3 separate regions of the Mus musculus genome follow, and regions 1 and 2 are each linked to region 3. Evidence: chromatin contacts called from public promoter capture Hi-C data. All regions are on one chromosome and are shown on one strand. The core of a region is the stretch at or near the end of the contact, and the rest is flanking DNA. Distances in the headings are between cores, read along the strand shown.

Region 1 (3,352 bases), core at 328-2,827, 1.4 Mb after region 3:
AGAAAGGCTTACCTTATGCTTTAAGTAGAGTGGCACAGGAATTTATCTAAACCCAACATTTGTTTGTATGTGGTAAAACAGGATATAGACAGGAAGGCTGCAACTTTAATGCAAGATATTTTTTATGCCCATCAAACCTCTCCTAAAGATGACCTGAAACACTTGAAGTATGTAGAGGGGACTTGTTTTGTGCCTCTGCACAAAGAAAACAGAGCCTTGGGGTGGAAATAAGAACTACAAATGGGCACCTTCAGAGTGCTAGTAAAAGTCAGCTCTTCCTTACCAGTCTCTACATCCCCACCCCCACCCCTACCCCACCCCCGCATGGCTAATAGTACCGGCTTTAGAGTCAGACAGAAACCTTACTCTGACACTTAAGTGATTCGACCTTGATCAAACTGGTTTATCAGTCTTAAGTTGATAGGGACACAAGTCCAGTTAATGGCTGTAAGCCCCGCCCCCACTCACCCACCTCCCTCACCATCTACAGGAGTTGCTCCTCCCACTGGGATAGTTGGGCAGATCTGTCCCAACAGTGCTCTGCTGAGATGTGAAAGCAAAATAAGGAAGAAAAAAAACAGACCATAATAGAATTTAAATAATGTGAGAGGGGGCATCTTAGCGGGCCACCCACTTTCTCGGGACTATCTCAATTCTGGAAGACTCACCGTTACCCCGTATTTGAGTGCTAATCCAGCCAGGGTGTCTCCAGGCTCCAATTGATGCTCCAGGCGTCTTTCCCTCACTGGGGAGCAGGATGATTGTACCAGGCTTCCATAAGAACGAGCACGGCTCCCATGCAGCAGCCCTGACCCCCCGAGGGGAGGCTGTCTAGAGGGAGAAGCCATCTCCTCACTGTCAAGACCTAGGGTCACAACTGAGGGAAGCCCAGCTAAGTAACAGTGACGGCCGAACCCAAGGAATGGATATTCAGATAATTCGTTTTCTCTTCTCTCGTCTCTCTACAGTCTCCCGACTCTCGAGAGACTACATTCGTCGTCCTCCTCTTGCTGCTTCTTGCCGTGCCTGGAGTTACTGTCCGTCTCTTAAGAAGTCTGCCAGGCCGGTTACATTTCTCTTTCCACGAGCTCCTTACCCATAAGTATCTTCCCTGAGCTGTCAGTCGCTGACCCGGTTGACTTTCGACGCCCCCTCCCCAACTCCTCGCAAGCCTGATCTCTGACCTTTGAACCCTAGACACCCTCATCAACACTCTTCCCTCAGTGTATCCCCACATCCAACAGTCGGGATGCCGGGTGCTCCCACATCCTCTCTGTTCCAAATAAGGCCCACCCCAGGTAGGTTGTGGCTGAGGAGTACGAGCCTGAGGACAGCAAGAGTTTGTAGTATATAGTCCACTGAGATCCCTGACGCCTCGCTCCACATCAGGAAGGTCCCACCCTGAAATTCCGGCTCCACATACAGGATCTTGAGTCTCCGAACACCTGGATCCTTCGAGATGTGAGGTCCTGTGTCCAGGTGAGCAGTGTGCTCTTCAAAAAAATAAAAAAATAAAATAAATAACCAAAAGACTTCATTTCCCAAAAGGCACAGCGTCTCAAAGTATTGTAGGAAATGCAGGCCCCCTCAGGGCGCTGGAGGCGGGTCTTCCGGTTCGCGCGACGCAAGCGTGGAACATCATCCCCGGAAGTACAGATTCAACAAGAAAGAAACCGGAAGCAGAGAAGGCGATAGTGTACTCTTTCTACGGTGGCCTAAAGGAGCAGCGAAGTAGGCGTAGGGGAATTTATCGTAGTCTCACAGTCGCTATGTCTTTTAAGAGGGAAGGGGACGACTGGAGTCAACTCAATGTGCTCAAAGTAAGCCTTAGTGAGAGTCTGATCACCTTCAGCCGCCCTGTTGTTTTGTTTTGTTGCTCTGGCGACATCTAGGGGAGGGCTTAGGGGACCAGAACTGAGTGGTGACCCCTACTACCCTATGATCTGCATAGCCCCGTGTGCCATTTGACTCCTTATCCATACTATTTCATTTCCATCCGTCCCTCTTACTCATTTCTCCTATCCTGCTCCCTGCAGAAACGGAGAGTTGGGGACCTGCTGGCTAGTTACATCCCTGAGGACGAGGCACTGATGCTGCGGGATGGACGGTGAGAGCGAAGAGTGGATCAAGCCTGGGGATTCGGGGATCAAAGGCTCAACAAACTTTTGTCACTAAGGAGTTCAGGAGTATAATAGGACTCTTTGGCTGGAAGTGAAGTGTAAGGGGTGGAGATCGGGAAACCTGGGAGTTGGTGGTGGAGTACTCTGACAGAAGTAGGACCTACTCACCATAGCAAGAACACCCCGACTGCAGGCTCTCGAACACACAACATACACACCACACACCACACACATCATTCACTTCTCGTTTCCCTAGCTTTGCTTGTGCCATCTGCCCCCATCGACCAGTACTAGACACGCTGGCCATGTTGACAGCCCACCGTGCAGGCAAGAAGCATTTGTCCAGTAAGTATCAGAGAAGTGGGGAGGGCGGGAGATGGAGAGCAAGCCACCAGGCATTGTGCTTTTCATTCCTCCTTGCTTTTGTTCTCAGGTCTGAAGCTTTTCTATGGCAAAAAGCAAACAGGCAAGGGAACAGAGCAAAATCCAAGACAGCAGAACGAATTGAAGACAGAAAGCAAAACTGAGGTGAGAGGGCATCAGGTGTGGTTTAGACAGGGCTATACTTCACACAACAGGCTTGAGGGAACGTTTGCTCCTAACAGCTCTAACTCTGTCTCTTCATCACCAGGCTCCTTTGCTAACCCAGACTCGAATCATCACCCAGAATGCTCTACACAGAGCTCCCCACTATAACAGTTGCTGCCGGAGGAAGCACAGGTCCGTGGAATGGGAAAGCCAGGAGTGGAAAAGGGTAGAAGGAAATAGATGACTTTAAAGTTATTGCTCTCCAGATTGTATTCTGAGAAATAATAATCTTGTGGAAATATTTTTTTTAAATGATGGTAGGGGCTGGACAGATGGCTCAGCAGTTAAGAGCACTGACTGCTCTTCCAGAGGTCCTGAGTTCAATTCCCAGCAACCACATGATGGTTCACAACCATCCATAATGAGATCTGGCGCCCTCTTCTGGGGTGTCTGAAGACAGCTACAGTGTACTCATATATATAAAAGAAATCGTAAACCATCATTTTTTCAGGTTTTTTGTTTTTTGGGTTTTTTGTTTGTTTGTTTTTTGAGACAGGGTTTCTCTGTGTAGCCCTGGCTGTCCTGGAACTCACTCTGTAGACCAGGCTAGCCTCAGAAATCTGCTTACCTCTGCCTCCCAAGTGCTGGGATTAAAGGCGTGCACCACCACTGCCCGGTGGTTTATGATTTTAAAATAAATTTTT
Region 2 (3,250 bases), core at 554-3,053, 1.2 Mb after region 3:
TCAAGGCCAGCCAGATCTACAAAATAAGTTCCAGGACAGCCAGGACTATACAGAGAAACCCTGTCTCGAAAAACCAAAAAAACAAAAACAAAAAACAAAAAACTTCTTTCTAGGGCTGGAGAGATGGCTCAGTGGTTAAGAGCACTGACTGCTCTTCTGAAGGTCCTGAGTTCAATTCCCAGCAACCACATGGTGGCTCACAACCATCCGTAATGAGATCTGATGCCTTCTTCTGGAGTGTCTGAAGACAGCTATGGTATTTACATATAATGAAATAAATAAATCTAAAAAAAAAAAAAAACAAAATCAACAACCATTTAAAAAAAAAAAAAAAAAAGAACTTCTTTCTAGATATTGAAGAGCAATAGAAGTCAACTGCTTCGGGCTAAAGTATGAGCCCAAAAATACAGGGCAGATTCTGGTAAAGCTAAGGGGTGAGGCTGTGACAACCGTGGCCTCAGGCTTCTCTGGGATGTTTCACAAACTTCCCTGCTCCAACCCCAAACACTATATAAGAATATGCCTTCCAGAGACAGGGAGAGGCCAGTAGGTTGAAGTAGCAGCGGCAAATGGGGTAGTGTTGAAAGGAACTGTACAATGTCAGTCTCCCTGTGGCCAGCGACAGAGAGAAACCTAGTCAGAGGCTCCAGTGAGAATAGAGGCACCAGAACTAGTTCACACACACAGCACACCACACCACACCCCTTAGAAATTAGGCACTATGTGGCCAGAAACAAGACCTAAGGAACGGAATATTTGACCTTAGGGGCCCCATCACAAATGCAAGACAGTCACCTTAGCTCTGGGATGGGAAGTGACCCCCTACCCCAGCTCTCACACAAACAGAAGTAATTTCTGGGGGAGGCCTTCCCTAACTCAGTTCTGGGGAAGACCGGCTCACTCCAGACCTCACAGCGCTTAGAACACCCTGACAGCTGAGGCTGGAAACTCGGATAAGTGAGATCTGGTTTGGATGCCAGGAGTGCAGCTTAGGCACAGGAATTCCCAAGCTCAGGCTAAAAAGAAATGCCACCCACCTGCAGGTAGCCAACTAACTTGAGGGCCTCTGGGCCTGTAATTAGCAAGTTACAACCCAGAGCTGGCCAAACACGCCCCATAACGGTATAGGAATGTGAGCCCTTTGGGGCCGGGACAGACACTAAAGAGTGTACTCCTTCCTGTTTCCCGTTAGGCACATGGACACTCTGACCTCCCTCTTGGGATGGGCACAAGGGGGTCAGAAACAGAGGCGGCAGCGGCGGCGGTAGCAGTAGCAGCAACAGCAGCAACAGCAGGGGCCGCCACCGTTCCTCCTCGGCCTCCACACTCAGGCCCCAGGACGCACGCGGGCCCGCAGGGGCTTCTAGCACCGAAGGTCCGCTACTGCTCCACTCCTAACAAAGGGGCGTCTGTACCATGGATCCTGAGCGAGCGCCCGGCCCCAGTCCCCCTACCTGTTGCCCCGCAGGCCTTCTCTGGTCCGAGGCCCCAGCCGGGCCCGGATCGCCCGCTCCAGCAGCGCTCGGCCCGCCCTCCGGCAGGCCGGCCGCCATGAGCCGGTGGAGGCCCCGCTCCCTCCGAGCTGCACCCTGAGCCCCCGCGCCCGTCACTGCCCCGCCACCCTCGCGGACCCGCGCACAGACTTACTCGGCGTCCGGTGCAGAGCTGCTCCGGCCCGGGCGCCGCTACTCCGTTTCCCACTTCTAGCGCCCGGCCGGTGCGCACTGACTGGGCCGGGTCCTCTCCTCCCCCTTCCGCTGCCCGCGGCTCCCTCCCTCCTTCCTCCTTTGCCCGCCGAGCCCCGGCGAGCCCAGGCCGAGCCCAGTAGCGGAGCTGAGTTGGGTGTGGGCCGCGGCCGGGCGGGGCCCGGTGCCCGGAACCCTGCGCTGCGCCTATGGAGCGGAGGAGCCCCGACGGGGCGGGTGGCACGTGCCCCGCAGGGCGCCTGGGTCTCTGAGTGGCGCGGTTGCGGCCCACCCGGACATTGGTCAGGGACCCCCTGGTGCTTGAGCCCAGAGCAGTTCAGAGCTGGCTGCCTCTGCCCAACCCCGCGGCCCTGGTGTGGTCGGCGACCTCAGCCCATGATTTACCCCCGGGTTGAATGCTACAATCCCATCGTCCGGCTTCACTGGGCATCAGAGGAAGGGTGCACGCGGAGAAAACCCTGCACAGATCCCGATGCTCCCTACGGTGAGATCCACAATGCCCCCTCCCCCAGCCCTGCTGTTTAGAGTCCTAACAGAGCTACTCAAACCTTTTGTAAAATGTACTCCAGGCTACACTATGGTTAGCCGTGATCAGTTTCGTATTAGAACCTGTTTTCCCTTAAATAGTCCCATAAAATCTATGCCTCAAGAAGAGAGCAGCAGGTTGGAGACATGGCTCAGCGGTTAAGAACACCGACTGCTGTTCTAGAGATACTGAGTTAAATTCCTAGCAACCACATGGTCACTCACAACTATCTGGGATCCCATGCACTCTTCTGGTGCGTCTGAAGACAGCCACATTGTACTCATATAAATTAATAAATAAGGGGACGGATGGGGGGGAGAGAGAGAGAGAAAGCGCCCAGCAGCCTTAACTCCCATCTCCCATACTCCCATTATGGACAGAACTTGACTAAGTTGTCAAGTGACCCTTAACCGGGAGAGTTAAGCTTAGCTTCTTCCATGTAAAAAATGCTTTAAAAACTATCCCCTGGGAAGTGGTGGCGCACTCCTTTAATCCCAGCACTTGGGAGGAAAAGGCAGGCGGATTTCTGAGTTCAAGGCCAGCCTGGTCTACAGAGTGAGTTCCAGGACAGCCAGGGCTACACAGAGAAACCCTGTCTCGAAAAACCAAAAAAAATACAAAACAAAACAAAACCAAAACCCTGCCTGGTGCAATTTCACATCTCATGCCCAAGCACAGTCCCAGCATTTGGGAGACTATGTTTTTTTTTAAACCTTCATAAAATAGTTTTGTTTTTTCTTTTTAAATTTATGTGTGTGAGTGTTTTGCCTGAATGTATGCATGTGTTCCACGAATGTCTGGTGGCCAACAAGGTCAGTGGAGGATATCAGATTCCCTGGAACTGGAGTTATATAAGGTTGTAAGCAGCTATGTGGGTGCTGAGAATCAAACGGGTCCTCTGTAAGTAAGAACATGACAGCTGAGCTGTCTCTCCCGCCTTTGTTATGAACCCAGGTCCTCTGAAGGAGCAGCCTGTGCTCTTAACCGCCGAGCCATCTCTCCAGCCCCGCCGTTTGTC
Region 3 (3,609 bases), core at 801-3,300:
GAAAGCAAGGTCCCCGCGGCAGGTGCGGGCCGTGCGCCGCGTGCAGAGAGCGTAGGAGCGCAGGGCGCGACACAAGCCACCTGAGGCCAGCCCACCACGGCCGCCTCCACGCGGCGTGTCCGGTGAGCCACCTCCCCGAAGACTCAGAGTGGACGAGACATACTCGGCATTGCAGCGGAGGATCTTGCACTGGGAGTGAGCTGGGGACGGAAGGGAGAGGGCAGTGAAATGAGACACAGGTTCTATCCAAGTCCAGTATGCACCTAACTGCCAAAAACCATCCGCCATCCCACCGTTCCTACCACTCAGCGTGGCCGCTTTCCCAATCTCAACCTTCATTCTCCCAATCCTTGCCTCCTTCCCTCCTTTCCTCTACTAAAAACGTGTAAAGCAGTCAGACTTCTTTTCCCTGGGGTCTAAGGACGCCATCTGTGTCCTTCTTCAAGTTAAATGGGAAACAAGACAGGCCTCTTTCAGAGTTGGGAGGTGCTGGGACTCAGCACACATCCCTCCTCACTCTCCCCCCACCCCCCACACCCCCACACCCCCACCCACCCCCACCCCCGCGCGCTCATTCCTACCCAGCATCCTAACCTCTGGATATGTCCAACCCTTCCCTGGCCCTTCCTTACCCTGTCCACAGAGGAGCAGCAGGAGAGTGAGGGTGCTTAGAGTTGGAGGGCTGCCGTGGGGGGACCGGGGACTAGGGGACTGGCCCATACCTATCCAGCCAGGTCCCCCCAGGCACCGGTTCTTCCCAGATGATGAGCCTCCTACCTAGTGAATTTCTCTGGGTACTTCTGTGACTGGAAGAAGAAATTTGGCTGAGTGTGGGGAAAGAGAAGGGTTGGAGACCAGTCAAGATGGTGGGTAGAGAGAGCATCTGAAGAGACCAAAACAAAAATGAGACAGACTGGATCTTGGGAAGAAGGAGGCTTCCAGAGGGTGAGCGTGGCTGGTGAGCCTCTGTGCCCTGCCCCTGCGGCCACCTTCAGGTCCCTTGTGCAATATGCCTACGGGGGCGGGGTGGTGGTGGAGGGAAGGTTGAGTGACCTCAGTGTGCAGAGTCCAGTGTACTGCCCCATCCTGACTACCAAATAGCAGATGTGCCAAAAATGGAGGACCCCTAGAGAAAGTGAGGTTCTGACCATGTCAGTGGGTCCCCAGTAGCACCAGGATCTGATCACGCTTTAAGAACATACTTCTTATGGATCCTTCCCACCAGAAACCACCTGCCGTTTCATTTTCTTCACTGTGTTAGAAGGGCACAAAGGGTAACATGGTAGGCAGACGCCCTGTCTACGATATCACCTTCCCAGTGAAAGGAGAGCCGGTCTCTCAGCCTCTCCAGAGGGCTGACAGTACGATCCCTCTCACAGGATGGGGTACAAATCAAGCATTCAAATTAATATATGTTTCTGTCTAACAGTTCATGTGTTTTTCCAGACCCAGCTGAAAAGCCCAATCCAGACACTCCTGGTCTTTTGAGGAGAACAGATATGGGGGAGGGTCTGTCTCCTTTTCTCCTGTCAAAACCCTACTTTGGGATAAGCATATGAGCAGGAGGTCAGAGAGGTCTTGAGGTAGGGATGGGAGTGTAACTCGATGGTAGCTGAGTGTTTACCATGCTCAAGGCCCTGGGCCCAGTCCTTAGCACTGCCCCCTCCCCCTCTCCCAAGGTCTTGGTGTAATAAGATGGAGAGGAAAATAGGAAAGCCAGAGAGAGGCAGCATTAAACATCAAATGGCCATGGATTAGAAAACATCTAGGCAAGAGGAAAAGTGAAGACTGGGGTAGTTGCTAAGGGGAGATCTTAGTTTTCAGAACAGATGTCTGTAACTTTATGAAGTTCTGGCCTTGACCCAAAAGCTTATCAAAGTGATCGACATTTCATCTGGACTTACTGTTTCCCGAGGTCAAGCATTACTCTGATACTGGGTTCTCGAGCCATAGTTGCCTATTCTGTTGGTCTGCTCCAGCCAGGGGGTCCCCCATCTCTTTCTCCATGATTGCCCCGGAATGGCTGCAGTCTCACTCAGGTCAGAGAGCCAGAGGAGGTTTGGTGTGGGGGGAGGGGGGAGGGAGAGTATATGGTTGGCCCAAGTACTGGACAGCTGAGAGGAGGAGGGAGGTGCCTACTGAGTTGACAGTTTTAAAAATAGCTAGGTCCAAAATTCCAGGAACGTTGGTGGCAGTGGGGTGTGGGAGCTAAGGCAGCAGGAACGATGAGCAAAATAAGGATGGAATATGGAAATATTGGATACCAAGGGAGGGAGAGTATAAAGAAAGATGATGGCCAAGTCATATATCCAACTGTAGCTTATAAGCTGCCACTCAGGCCCTCCAGCATTCCCAGTAATGAACTCAGTATTCCCAGTAATGCCTTTAAGACTGCTGGTGGTGATTTTGTGTGATGCCAGTCACTCACTGCTCTCATCCTCTCTTTACTGAGGATTCCATTGAATTTCTTCTACACATAATACACTGAGGTGGCCGGCTTTGAAGATGGACGGCAAGCATAGTTCAGAGACCCTCCCCCATCTCTGCCAACTATTTCAGAAGCTGAAAGGTCCAGCTGTCCCGAGAAATCCGAGAGCAGAATTGTTTCGAGAAGGGTTTATTCCGTCTGCCCAGATCAGATCTCTGCAGCTGTCTACTCTCTCTCCACCTTTTCCATTACACTAGTTTGTGCAACAATCCCTCCTCCCTCCTCCTCATCAATACAAACACAAAAAACAGAAGCTTCCAGGTTGCAGGGGCCGGGGCCGGGGTAGTAACAGAGGCAGAGAGAAGAATCGGAGTCAGTTTTGAACACTACTGATCCACAGAGGAGTGGCGTTAGATAGGTGAATTCAGAAGGAAGACATTTGGGAATATACTTTTATAGACAAACTGTTTGAAGATTCAATTATAATCAGGGTTTTAGCTATGTCCGTCTTTTCACCTGGTGGCATTTCTGGGACACTGTCCCACAGTACTTGCCAAGGGAAAGCAGCACAGGACTGATTACAAAGTGTGTCACAAAAGCTTCTGGCCCTGTCAGCTCTACATGAAGTTCTACAGGTCCACATGGTACATGGTCCCTTCTCAGGCACGCATACACACACACACACACACACACACACACACTTTACAAGAGAAGTGTGGGAGCACATGTATTTTTTATAATGAATTTAGCTTTTTCTCAACTATACAAGACCATATCACAATAATCTTTTACATTAAGTTATTTAGAACATGTCTGTCTCTGTGTGTCTGTGTGTACCTATGTGGATGTCAGAAACGTTATAGGAGTCAATTCTTTCCTCCCACCATGTGGGCGTTAGGGGCCAAATGTGAGGTTTGGTAGCTAGTTCCTCTACCTACCTGCTGAGCCATTTCACCAGCCCACATCCCAAGAACTTTTATTCCATAAAATTTCCCTGCACTGGATGGTTGGGTGTGTCAACTTGACACAGGCTGGAGTTATCACAGAGAAAGGAGCCTCCCTTGAGGAAGTGCCTCCATGAGATCCAGCTGTAAGCATTTTCTCAATTAGTGATCAAGTGGGGCGAGCCCTGCCCATTGTGGGTGGGACCATCTCTGGGCTGGTAGTCTTAGTTCTATAAG

What was found. Promoter capture Hi-C pulls out the DNA fragments that hold promoters and counts their contacts.
Region 1: a promoter capture Hi-C map of liver shows a contact between it and region 3, with 2.2 times the contacts expected there. The contact joins the promoter of Lysmd1 here to the promoter of Hjv in region 3. A contact is called at or near these places in 2 of 39 promoter capture datasets (liver and pre-B cells).
Region 2: a contact with region 3 is called in a promoter capture Hi-C map of liver, with 8 times the contacts expected there. The contact joins the promoter of Cers2 here to the promoter of Hjv in region 3. A contact is called at or near these places in 2 of 39 promoter capture datasets (liver and pre-B cells).

Annotation. Positions count from the first base shown.
Region 1 is chr3:95,132,313-95,135,664 of GRCm38.p6, reverse strand. Lysmd1 (LysM, putative peptidoglycan-binding, domain containing 1) reads right to left here and starts at 1,577. Exons shown (of 3, transcript NM_153121.2): 1 at 669-1,577. The coding sequence starts at 848. It overlaps Scnm1 (sodium channel modifier 1), which reads left to right and starts at 1,653. Exons shown (of 7, transcript NM_027013.2): 1 at 1,653-1,820; 2 at 2,037-2,107; 3 at 2,377-2,465; 4 at 2,554-2,648; 5 at 2,752-2,840. The coding sequence starts at 1,770.
Region 2 is chr3:95,313,743-95,316,992 of GRCm38.p6, reverse strand. Cers2 (ceramide synthase 2) reads right to left here and starts at 1,803. Exons shown (of 11, transcript NM_029789.2): 1 at 1,648-1,803. Anxa9 (annexin A9) reads left to right here and starts at 1,813. Exons shown (of 14, transcript NM_001379545.1): 1 at 1,813-2,190. LOC115489748 reads left to right here and starts at 1,197. Exons shown (of 2, transcript XM_030252979.1): 1 at 1,197-1,236; 2 at 1,429-2,249. The coding sequence starts at 1,197. The coding sequence ends at 2,231.
Region 3 is chr3:96,523,626-96,527,234 of GRCm38.p6, reverse strand. It overlaps Hjv (hemojuvelin BMP co-receptor), which reads right to left and starts at 2,050. Exons shown (of 4, transcript NM_027126.4): 1 at 1,905-2,050; 2 at 633-806; 3 at 1-200. The coding sequence starts at 720.